2 separate regions of the Zea mays genome follow, and region 1 is linked to region 2. A link is a contact called in public Hi-C data. All regions are on one chromosome and are shown on one strand. The core of a region is the stretch at or near the end of the contact, and the rest is flanking DNA. Distances in the headings are between cores, read along the strand shown.

Region 1 (2,700 bases), core at 133-2,632, 310 kb before region 2:
TAGGGACTAAACATTAGTCCCTCTACTTTATTCCATTTTAGTTCATAAATTGTTAAATAGGGAAACTAAAATAGAGTTTTAGTTTCTATATTTAGTAAATTAGGGACTAAAATGGAATAAAATTGAGGGACTAAAAATTAGTCCCTAGAAACCAAACACCCCCTTAGTCATATGACACATTCAATAAAAAAAATCATCTCTCGTAGCATAAAGAACAACGCGCATTCATGGGTGAAAGCTGGGAAGTGGGAACAGATCCTTGACACACATGCAATGCAAGCTACTATGAGGATTGAGAGCTACTGCGGTCGGATATATGGATGCTCTCGCGCTCTTTACCGTTATATGAGGAGCACCCCTCATAGCGGAAAGCCAGAAACTATCATCATAAACCATAACCTCCTTTTGATTGTCTGTGCTTATCGCAATTCCTATATACTTACTAGTACATCGCATTATCTCATCCAGTAGTGAAATCGAGCTAGGAAGTTCATTTCATTTCATACAATCTACCGTGAAACTTTCTATATTCTATATGTGTCAACCTCCATTGTCGAAGAAAGACTATACTCCATCCATCCTAAAATACAATTTGTTTTAGACTAATCATACATTCGTTAAGAAATATATTAATATGAATGTAGTTTGCATGTATGTCTGTTTTTATTATCATTTGAATGAATATATAGATGGAAAAAAATATTTTGGGACGGAGGGAGTATTTCGTATGGATTTGGCATCTTGGCTATTTTCCTCTCAAAGGAATTTCACAAAAAAAATAAGGGGAGGCTACAATCCTTTCCTAGATCCAAATTACTAGGGTCCAGTATGATCCTTTTTCGCAAAAAAAAATATAAAACAAGGAGAAGCTCCTAGATAAATCACATAAATATATTATCATTGTTTAGCTGCGGCACCGTCCAATCGAAACTCCACACATGAACTGGTTTGATTATTAAAAGATAAATAATACACATAACACATGCTATGCTAACAAGTTGGCCTCTGCCCATGAATAGAGGAATCCAAACGGAGGAAACATGGAAACAAAAACTATTGGCTGCAACCTCCAACGAGGGGGCCTCACTGATGGTCTAACTAACTGCTATCGTAAGTTGCAACCCCAGTTCCATCTCCCTCCCTCTCTCTCTCTCCTCCTGCCATCACCCTAGAATACGAGTATTTACCTCCACTTTCTCTCTCCCTCCCATCTCCTCCTACTCCTCCCTCTATATAAATATACGCATCTCCACCCTGTTCCTGGGTCCTCTCTTCTTCCACCACCACCTCCTACTCCGCTGCAACCCCAAATCTCTCCTTCCTCGCATACGCGCGCAGCAGAGGAGCTGAGACCAACGAAGAAGAAGAACAACCGAGCAAGCACAAGCTTAGCTAGCGTGGAGGTGCCCAAGGCGACGACGGCCGCCGCGCCAGGCTAGCCAACCAGCTGCTCATCGCTCCTAGCTGCGGAGCCGATGGCTGGAGCCGACGTCGACGTCGGGACGGAGCTCCGCCTCGGCCTGCCAGGAGGAGGCGCCGATGCGGCCAAGGCTGCCAAGAGGGGCTTCGAGGACACCATCGACCTCAAGCTGAAGCTGCCCACCGCCGGCATGGAGGAAGCTGCCGCTGCCGCCGCCGCCAAGCCGGAGCCGGCCGCCGAGAAGGCCAAGAGGCCCGCCGAGGCGCCGGCCGCTGATGCCGAGAAGCCACCCGCACCCAAGTACGTGTACATCGATCTGCGCGCATGTGGATTTGTCTGCATGGGTTATTTTAGGCTTAAATTGACTGCTACTAGTGTCAGTTTACCGTTGCTATTTAATTACCGCGAGTCCACGATGCTAACCTTTTTTTTAAAAAAAAAACTAATGATTACGAACGTTACTGCTAACCATGAAATTCCTGTGAGTGCCATATATGATAAAAGGGGCTACGTTTTTTTACCCCTATTTTTTTATGTATGGAATAAAAAAAAGTAGAAACAGCTTAATGGCATTTGGTAGAAAGCGTGTGCGTGAATTTATGTGCAACTTGCTGTTTTTTTTTCTTCTTTTCCTCGCTTTCTTTTATTTATTCAGAGTTTTGTATTTACAGTACGTTGCGTAATCTTAGCATATCAACGGGACACACTTTTAGCAGCGCAAAATATCCATAGAAAAAGATCCTCTGGCAGAAAGTGCATATTGTGTATGTTCGTTGTAGCTCGCAAAGCGCCGCGCGAATTATCAACAGCTTTTTAAAAGCAACCGCATACCAGTATGTTCATTTGATGCCTGCCTTTGTCGGTCCATGTCTGAAAAGAATGTCGTACTTACTTAACCTTTTGGCAGATTCCATTAGGAAAAAGTGGCCTTGTAGTAGCTAACACCCCCTCCCCCCTCTTTAAACTGAAATAGAATTGACGGTTATAATTAACGGAATGTTTTGGATATCAGGAGAAATGGAGAACCAGACTTGTACCCCCCAAGTGATTTCTCTCTGAATAATAGTCATGGTCATGACACATGCGGCCTTACCAAATCACATTGTCATTAAAATTATTAGCAGAAACGCTGAGCCGGTCGCAAACAAGAATATAAACATGCATGATCTGGCTACCATAGTAAAGAAATATCAGTTTGAAGCTCTGACGAGGATAATTGTTACCAGGGCACAAGCTGTGGGTTGGCCACCAGTCCGGTCATACCGCAGGAACGTCATGAC
Region 2 (2,700 bases), core at 14-2,513:
TTCTTAAAGAAAAAAGAATCAAGAAATGAGGCTCGGGGTTCATGTTTCTTTTTCGCTTCTTGTTGTGGGGGAGGATCGCGTGTCAAAACACGTTTTGCACGTGCGATGACGGGCCTGGAAAACCAGGGGCGGCGCTCCCAGCTCCAAGCTGCTGCTGCTGCTTCCTCTCCACTTCCTGCAGCAGAGCCTCCTCCACGCCCCTTTCCACCTCGTCGGCCGCCATCTGCAAACCCAGGACGACAAGAGGAACCGCGTGGTTTAGCTCCAGTGTTGCGTCGATCGAGTAACTAACAACTAACAAGTGGCACACCCCATTGTCCATTGACAATGATTCTTTCGAGGGCGCTGACATGTTGCGGTTAATTTTGAAGTGGATCAGTCATTGTCAGCAAAGCACAAGGACGATTCAACGAGGATGGCGAGAGTGCTGCTCACCGTGGTCTCCACATTCATCTCCGTCCACAGCCTGCGCCCGGACAGGCTGGAGCGGATGCCCCTGGCCCTGACGTCCATGCCCTTGAGGCGCCTGAGCGCCCCGATCATGGAGTCGATGGCGGACGCCGGCTCGTCCACCTCGAACTGCACCTTGACGCACTGCTGCCCGGCGTCGTGGCCCAGGATGCGGGCCTTGAGCTCCTCGTTCCGGCGCTGCAGCTGGTCCCGCGCGCCCCTGAGCTCGTGGATGTACACGGCGGCGGCCTGCACGATGGAGTTCTTGTCGCCCCTGGACCGGGCCGCCACCAGCGCGTGCAGGTCGGCGTAGCTCTGGCTCAGCTTCTCGCGCCGCTGCCGCTCCCGCATCATGTGCCGGAACCCGCGGCTGCTCTCGACGGCGGCGGCGGCGGGGCCTCCCGCCGGCTGCCGCCGCCGGGGCGCCGGCTCTTCCCCGTCCTCCGCCATTGCCATGCTCTGCTCGCGCTGCCCGTCGCCCCCGCCCAGCGCGTCGATCGCCTGCCCGTGCACGCTGGCACCCCCGAACGGCGCTCTCACCCCTACGCCCACGCCCACGGCGCCCGTGTAGTCCTGGAACGAGGCCGGCATCGGCGGCGCGAAGGGCGGCTCCGGCTCCCCTGGCGAGGCAATGAGGCCGATGGGCAGCTCCGGGGAGGGCGGCACCGCAACGTGCGGGTAGAAGGACGGAGCCTCGTCGTGGAAGAAACTGGCGTAGTTGTAGTTGTAGGAGTCCATCTGCATTTCCGGCGTCCAGAGAGCGGAGACTGGTGGAGAGCCGAGAGCCGAGAGCGAGAGCGGTTTGGTTGCGTTGCCGGCAGAGAGTTGTTCGAGCGCGGGTTAAATAGGCACCGGTGCGGTGCAAGTGCAAGGAGGCCGTGGATCAAGATTACGGTCACGTGGTCAAATTGGCGTGTTGAGGGCTTGAGAGGCTCAGGTGCAGTGTCCCGCGTGTGCGAGGAAGAAGGGGACATGGGTGTAGTGGGCCCCACTGGAACAACAAGGCTGGGGGAAAGGTCAAACCTGGGATTTCGCGATTGTTAATTCGGGGTGAGGAGGGAAAAAGAGCACGTGCGAGCCCTGCAGAGACGCGCTTTGAAGTTTGGAGGCTAGCGTACACGTAGGATAGCCGTCTCAGAAGGTTCCACGTAGGGGGCCACTTGGAAACCAAGAGCCGGCGCTGTATTTGCCGCTCGCACCCCCACAAGAACTGCTATTTCAAAGAACTGTCACGCTAAGGGCATGTTTAGATCCACAGGACTAAAATAAAGTTACAAAACTAATTTAGTCACTCCCATTTAGAAAAAGTGACTAGACATTCATTAAAACATTAAATGGAGTGATAGAGGGAAGGTGGGGACCCAAGACTCCACAGTCCTAAGGGAGGTAAGGTGAGGGGAAAGTGGGGACCAGAGACTTTTCAGTTTTAGCTCCTCCATGAGAGCTAAAGGAGCTAAATCATTTTAGTCGTTTTATTTTAGTCCTGTGGATCTAAATATATCCTAAAGCTATCTCCAACACCCTGCTCCCATACTTTTTTCGCGTTTGTAAACTATCCACCAGCAGAGCGTGAACGAGGATGCGAAAAATGAGTGCCCTCCTTCCCATACTTCAAATCCACGGTTTATCTCTTCTCCACAAGTCTATATGTGCCATCTGCATACGCGTTTTTATTAGATAGAGGCGTCCTCTTGTTTACGCACGCGCATTCACACTTCGTGTTTTCCATTGCCCATGTGGCTGCCACTGGACATAACCTAACCGTCGATCTACAAAATTATCGTGCATTTATTGGCTTAATAAGTATATTAGGGGAGAAATTCAAGCACAGGGCACGTGAGCAAGACCAGGACTTCGCCATCCGATCGCGGTACAGTCTCCGTGCCCGCTGCCAGGCTGTAACCAGTAGGGAAGTACCCCCAAAGATTCCATCTCCTTCACCCTCCGTCGCGAAGTTCTCGACGGGCCAACTCATAATTCAAGTGGCCCGACCCACTAACGCGACTAACCATATCAGAAGACGGCGCGACAACTGACGGAAAAGCGGCGACGCCCCCACCGCTTGACATTGGTAGCAGCGGCGGTGCCGCCACACTATCGTCACTAGGAGCCATGGCAGCGTATTGAGGGAAACGACGACCGATAGTTTTCAAGGGGGCTAGGGCGAGAAAGCTTGGTGTCGTGCTCCACGCCGGCATCGCAGTGTCGTCGAGGGGGAAGCAACGACTGCGGTGAGGCGAGACTGAAAGC

Evidence for each region. A called contact is a pair of places that touch in the nucleus more often than the background predicts.
Region 1: a Hi-C map of ear shows a contact between it and region 2, with 2.7 times the contacts expected there. The contact joins the promoter of LOC100284262 here to the promoter of LOC100281108 in region 2. A contact is called at or near these places in 3 of 25 Hi-C or Micro-C datasets (ear, leaf and tassel).

Annotation. Positions count from the first base shown.
Region 1 is chr1:281,665,614-281,668,313 of Zm-B73-REFERENCE-NAM-5.0, reverse strand. LOC100284262 reads left to right here and starts at 1,382. Exons shown (of 5, transcript NM_001157157.2): 1 at 1,382-1,720; 2 at 2,647-2,700. The coding sequence starts at 1,476.
Region 2 is chr1:281,357,425-281,360,124 of Zm-B73-REFERENCE-NAM-5.0, reverse strand. LOC100281108 reads right to left here and starts at 1,263. Exons shown (of 2, transcript NM_001154027.3): 1 at 436-1,263; 2 at 1-223. The coding sequence starts at 1,194. The coding sequence ends at 83. It also overlaps a transcript of LOC100274394 not described here.